2 separate regions of the Dromaius novaehollandiae genome follow, and region 1 is linked to region 2. A link is a contact called in public Hi-C data. All regions are on one chromosome and are shown on one strand. The core of a region is the stretch at or near the end of the contact, and the rest is flanking DNA. Distances in the headings are between cores, read along the strand shown.

Region 1 (3,499 bases), core at 306-2,805, 70 kb before region 2:
AGATGGTTAAGATTTTGCTCATGACCTGTAAGAGGCCACATTCTTTATATATCTCGATAATCTCATACTAGAGCTTCTCTAGTTTTCCGATCTTTTCCTGCAGTATTCAAAATTGAGGTTTGTTAAAACAATCTAAATGTGAACTGACATCTAATTGTGACTGTCCTAGATAGTCATTGAAGAGAGAGAGAAGTAGTAGATGTGGATTCATCTTCTTCACCTCAGCAGTTTAATGCTGAAACCTAGTAGTAAACATGTTGTTAAATTGCTGATAAATCCAGCTAGTCTGGGATTGTTTACAAAATCTTGGAATTGCAAAAAGAGATTTAGTAGAAGATGACTGCTTTTCATTTTCCAATCTGTTTTGCTTTAAATTCTTAGCTGTATAGCTTCCATTCTAGAAAGTTCTGTTGAGTTACTGGCACTTGTTCAAGCATAAGCTCTTTGAGACCGACATTCTTACTTTATCTGCATAGTGGATCACTATCAGTTCTCCAAAGGTGAATACTGTTTGTTTTCATACTTTCAAACTGAGGACCATGCAAGATCTCTTAACAGAGTCTCTATAAGGAGCGTACTGCTCAGCATAGTTTCAAAATGCATATACATTAATAAGTAAGAGTTGCAGAGTATTTGATCCTGACATAAAACTAAGTGCTTTTCAGACTCTGTATTTATAAACTTAACATAGGTCGCTTGATTCTTTTCAGTAACATTATAGCAGTTTTTTAGAGTGGGATTTGGTAGTCATCTTAAGTCAACAACATTACATAACTGTTTTAGGGAGGGAAAGGAAGAACAATTTATCCTTTTTAGACTTCAGGGGAATTTTAAGTACACAAAGTATAATTACTCTAATTGAAATTTATCCAGGAACCTAGAATTAACCACCCTTCTCTCAGGACAAATATAACAGGATCATGTGATGATCATGAGTTTCAATTTAAAAGTAAGTGAAAGACTGTGAATGAAAAGCCATTATTTAGTGTGCTGTTGTTTATCTCAGTTCTGTTTCACAGCCACTGTGTCGCTATCTTCTGTCCACCCTATGCACTATTTTAGAGCCAAACATAACAAAAGCTTTTTTTGACCGTGACTTACACGTTATGCTGGGGGATTTGGGGAACTATGACTTTTTGTGTTAATGGAGTTCATATGAAGCAGCATTAAAATTTATATATGGACCATAATACTAGTGAAACCTTATTTTTAAACAAAATAATTTAAATTTTAGAAATGCACAATCTATAATTTGATTATCAGTATTTCTGATCCCTCCCCCATAGAAAAGCCTGCAGTAATTATCTATTTTATCTACAAGTATCTGTCAGAAAAATATCAGTACTATTAATGTATTATTCTAGTTTGTATATTTTAACAGCTAAAGTATACATGATCTAGAAAAGATATGGTTATAACACAATCAGATCTCTATATAACAGTCTCTTCTTAATTCCTCAAAATAATTACATTCTGCACATAGAGTCCATATTTTATGTACATTTTATTTTATATATATAGGATAGCCTGTTTACCTGAATGAAACTGACATTTTCATCTCTCCCATGCAAACTTCCTTGTCTGCAGTGCCTGCTGTATAGGTTTTGCTAGGCAGACATTGCTGTGCAGCACAGCCTTTTAAGGGAGAAGTATCTGTTCTGTTTTTATGTTCTTTACTAAATACAGTGTTGTAGATGGTACCACAATAATTAACTGGAATTCTACTTCTTTTTGCAATGTTTGATGAGCAAAATCCCCCTGTTTCTACTGCATATCGCTGTTGCAGCTCCAAGATAATGTTTTCTGTGTATAATAACTATCATAATCTGTGGGAACCTTGTAAGCTTAGCTTTGTTTTGTCCACCTTTAAAAAGTGCACAGGCAGGGCAAAAGATCCCCACCCCTCTCTGTGGATTGGTGCACTGGCTCTTGAGGAATGGTTTGCTCTCTCCCTTGTCATTAAGCCTGTACTGAACAGGTCAACCAACACTGGATGAGATTATCTGGAAAGTGTACTGGGCTGCAGAACAGAAGGATAAAGTTCTTTAAAAGGCGTCATTGCATGAAAAGTAAGTAAATATTGCACTAAATTTATGTACAAAGGCTACAGGACATGTATTATAGATCTGTGTCTGAGAACTGGGGGGAATTATGTCTTAGAAGCTTGCAAGTTTAATTTAGTGACATATATTACTTACATGACTTCAGAATCCCTTCCTAAACAAAATGTTCAGCTATTTAATGTCTTTTTCAGTAGCCCAGCCTCTTCTCTTGTTCAGGACAAGCTTACAGAAATTATTAGAAGTTTTTTCTTGTATTGCTGATCTTAGTTTTTTTTCCTTCATAGCTGACAGTGCACACAACAACCATACTTAGAATCATTGATTTGGTTCCTGTTTGATTGCCATAAAACATTTTTAAGAAATGGAGGAAGATAAAGGGCAGAGTGCTAAAGCTACCAGTGCGGTGGGTGACCTAAGAAAAAGTTGGCAGACCTGGGCAGAGGATCAGATCGAGTATCAGAGAAAGAATCCGTTCAGCAACAAGGAGAGGCTTGCGTCTAAACCTGTGCATACCCACAGAGGAGATCCTACCTATGGGAGACCCCCTGAAGGGTCTAAAACAGAGCAGAGGGGGAAAGATGCCCACTCACATGTGGGGAAGGAAGTGGAAGAGCTGTGCTTGATCATAAGAAGCACCGGCGAGAGGGGAGAAGATGGACATGTGAGTGTGACATTTCGGCAGCTGTTTGAAACATATGTGACTATTTCCAATAAAGTAGTGGGGATCTTGTTGAGAGCCAGAAAACATGGTCTGGTTCATTTTGAAGGTGAAATGCTTTGGCAAGGAAAAGATGATGATGTGATCATCACTTTACTAGAATAAGGCTTTGTCATCTGATGAATTCTGCTGCATGTTTCCATTTGGAAAGAACATATCTAGATACCATCTTGAAAGAGGTTTTCCTTACAGAATTTCAACTCGGCAAATTAACGGGATATGAGCAGAAGAGAAAATTGGTAAGAAGGATGAAAGGTATTTTCATAAAAATGGTAGATATTGTGGACAGAAATCACAAATAGTCAACTAATCTATTACTCTCCCAATGGATTGTCCTTTCATTATTACCATCCCTTGCATGTCATTCTTTAAATGTCTCTGCTGGCTTATTGCTTTAGGTAGCTGAAAGTTTAAATTACTAATTTGCTACTGTACAACACTGATTCTTGCAGGCTGTGAAATATGCACTGTGTGGAGGATTTTTATGGCAAAACACAGAATTTAAATAAATATTTCTGTAGGAATTCATATACTTCTTCAAAAAAGAGCTTGATCTATAGCAACAGTTTAATTATTTTCACATGGTGAAGTTAAATAAATGGAAGTTTTACTGACTTCCAGGAAGTATATGAGAATTCCCAAGTTTACAGAAATATCACTTGCTTAAGAGTCTACAGAATATGCAGCAAGGATACTACATGGTTCCTAAATTATCTGC
Region 2 (3,489 bases), core at 822-3,321:
TGCTTCCAGTCTGCTATAGCTCCACGGCAGGGTTCCTGGAGCTCGGCCTCGGGTCTGTGAAAGTGTTTTGCAGACTGTGACATCAGGGAAAAAAAACAAAACCAAGAAAAATTGAAGCTTAGCAATTCAACATTTTCCAACAGGACTTCCCACAGAAAGCACATCTGAACTAAGCAGTCAAGTCCCAGAAGCAGGTCAAAACTTATCCCAAGAAGGGTATGGCATTCTTGACACCGGGTATAGCAGCCAAGTTGCCTTAACAAAGCATTGCACTGTGCCAGACAGATACACTTTCAGAAGTCTGAAAGAAGGTTACTGTAGCAATAATAGCAGAAAGGGTAAGATTAAGCTAAGAAGTGCACACCGCTTCACAAGCCAAGAGATGAGGCAAAATTAAGGAGGAGTGTTACTCCTATTGGCCCTCAGAAAAAAAGGACAAGCAGTATCTGTGCCTCTGTTGCTTTAAGGCAAGAAAAAAGGGCAAAATCTGAGTCTTATAGGATCAGATCTGGAGACTGAATGGCACAAGTTTATTCCAGAACTAGAGAGCCAGTGAAGAACAATACAGCACTAAGAGAAAAGATGAAATTACACAGGAGGAACCTTCTGGCAGCGGGATCTACTCAACCACTTAGCAGTGTCTCAAGAGACATGATCGGTACTGCATACCATTAGGATACTTGTAACAGTGCCATCATAGTGCTAGAAGATACATTGTACAGCACAATCTTGCATAGGCAGACAGATGCCGGAGGATTCCTTCCTGCAGGACGCAGAAGCCACAAGTCTTCCTCCTTGGTTCTGCGATGCCACCCACTGGTTGCAGACAAGAACACAACATGGCATTTCGTACAGACTCAGGGAGGAGCTTTTCACTCCATAGCTGCAGTTCCATCATCTTCTCCAAAAAAAAGAAAAATCTTTTAAACACTCTTTTCCACAAAATGTGGCAGGGAGCACTACAGCCTCCAGTTCTCCACAGCCTTCAGAAACTACATTATGATCATGCTACTAGAGAAGAGGGATTTACTGAGTCAACAAAATCCCTCTGACAGAAAATGACAGCTCTCGCATAAATCCATTGAAAGGAATGACATTCAAAGCGAAACAGCAAGGAAGTCACTGTCAGCATTTACAAATTCATAAAGGCAAACAGATTTACAAGCTTCTAATGAAGAGACATGGTGTGTTAGGAACAAATTATAGTGAGATGTAATGTTCTTCTCCTGTTTCTCTAATAACAATAAATAAAAAAGGACTTATGACCCTACAAAACATGAAAGGGAGATTATTCAGAGGACAGAGGTCTTCATTCTGTTAGACTGACAGATGTGACCTTTCTAGGCTAAAAGCAGCTTGTGACAGAACTTCCATTAAGCCAGGAAATAAATTATGTATGCATCATCATACTAACAGAGAGGAGAATCTGCAGGACTGTAGGTGTATCTAATGCATTTTTCTTTTCACTAGGAAAAGAAAGCATTTCAGCAAAGTGCAGAAAGCATTTAGAAAAATGCTAGTAACTCCAATATGAGATTTTCTTAAAATTCTAGGCATTAAGTCAAAGCTAAATAATTAGAAAGCAAAAAAAAAACAAAAACAAAAACAAAACAAAAAACCCTCAAGCCCCTGTGCAAACACACCCAGAAAAACGGTTAGCCATAAGTATTACAGGGGACACTATTTTAGTCAAAGCATCTCAGAAAAGTCAATAAAGGGACAACTCAGAGGGAAGAAATCATGTGGAAGAAGCGAGTTTTATGTATATGCACCTATAATCTTAAATAATGAAGACAGTACATTGCCTATGCACTGACAATTTATCCGAGCCACTTTCACACGGAGCTATATCAACATTGCAACGATAAAGCCTTCTCAGACTTGGCAGTATCTTTTCACCAATACAGCTAATGCATCTTCCATCGGGGAACTGCTGAATTCACACCTTCATGCACAACTCAGCTCAGCAAGACAGAGAGGTTTTGTCCTCTCCCCCATGCAGGTGCAGGCTGTTTAAACTAACTGAGTTCCAAGAGGCTGCAGTGGGCTTAGGAAGAGCTTGAAACTGCTTAGTCAGCATATTAGTGAAGCTGGCAACTTTCCAGAGAGCTGCAATAAGAAATGGCTAAGCATAGTAATCACTTTGGCCAGCACAGCTGCAGCAGGAATGCCAAGTAATACTATGGCAACTAATGTTTCAACCCAAATTACTCCATTTTGATAGTCACATAGGAAATATCTAGCTATTATGCTCATTTCACAATCAAGAACTTTCCATCTCTCTCTAAACTTTCACTTCCACAATTTTGACACTCCAGTTGGGTAAAAGTCTTTATTTAGGAACAACTGAAAACAGGATTTAAAAGCAAAGGGGTTTCTCTGTGGATTGTGTCAGTTAGGTCTGTGCTTAGCTCAATAACAGAACTAAATTCTTGGATTTCTTAAGGCACTAAAGAACCCAAAGGCCTCAAAATGTCTGCGAGACAGTTAAAAGCATTTCAAGTCACCCAACAACGTCAGTCTGCACTAGACATATTAACACTTACTAAACAAACATTAATGTTTGTTCAATAGTGATTGTTAGACCAGGGGTTCCCTCTGCAAAGACGACAGAGTACTTTATTTTTTCCCTTGGAAAGCTGAGAGGTACTCTTCAATGGGAGCCATGTAGGGAGAAGGCAGAGCAGGAGCCTTGCAGGGACAGGCAGAAGATGAGAAGCAACAGCATTCCCAGGCACTGCACTTGCACACTTCTGAGCTGCCTCTTGCTCCCTTCCCCCCCCCCCCCCACTTCTCCAAGGAAGTCCCAACTATCATTAAGTATTTTGCAAAACTATTGAAACACTATAAACAAAATTCAACTACCTCACAAAACTCTGAATTCCTTTAGGTACAAACGAGGAATAAATCACCGCTTTTAGTGGAAGCACTTTACTACCAGTACAGCAGAAGTTCATATTTGGATGTGTCTCAGTGACATGTTAATCATAAAAAAAAAAATAAAAAAAAAAAAAACACCACCACCACCACTAGCATACTAACAAGACAAGATTAGTTTACAGATTCATTCCTCAGTAAAACCCTTTCAGTTCTTGTTCTAAAGATTTTGTTCAAGAAGTCTGTGGTCAGAACTTGAGACAAAGGAGAAGCAAGTTTTCTTTTAGTTTCCAAATTATTGATCTTGTTAGATTCAAAGTTGCCAAAAATCATGCACTGATCGATAAATCACTAATCTCTTGTGCTTGCTAGGAGACATTACTCCAAGATTTGTTTATTTGTAAGGCATATATTGCCTCTTAAGAGAGATAATCTTAAGATGTGGACTAGTCTGCATGTGTCAGTCAATACAAAACATTTTATTGCTGATGCAGTTCCTTCTCCTAATGAGGAATCTTCCTCAGAAGTCAGCTGTCCACACACACTGGGTTAACAGGAATGAAGTCTGTTTCTATGATATCTACTGTATACCCTAAACCCCCCCTTTTTTTT

The links. Hi-C and Micro-C count contacts between places; a contact is called where the count stands out from the background.
Region 1: a contact with region 2 is called in a Hi-C map of brain, with 3 times the contacts expected there. The contact joins the promoter of TRMT11 here to the enhancer-like site in region 2. A contact is called at or near these places in 2 of 4 Hi-C or Micro-C datasets (brain and ovary).

What each region holds. Positions count from the first base shown.
Region 1 is chr3:59,134,947-59,138,445 of bDroNov1.hap1, reverse strand. TRMT11 (tRNA methyltransferase 11 homolog) reads right to left here and starts at 1,555. Exons shown (of 13, transcript XM_026105074.2): 1 at 1,536-1,555. It overlaps LOC112986029 (a long non-coding RNA gene), which reads left to right. Exons shown (of 2, transcript XR_003259900.2): 1 at 1-2,069; 2 at 2,348-3,499.
Region 2 is chr3:59,065,558-59,069,046 of bDroNov1.hap1, reverse strand. The region is part of intron 4 of NCOA7 (nuclear receptor coactivator 7); the gene reads right to left. Among named protein-coding and RNA genes, the nearest start is that of NCOA7, 51 kb to the right of the region's middle. Within about 2 kb of position 2,071, at least 2 of the 2 cell types and tissues checked have open chromatin away from gene starts, as enhancers often do.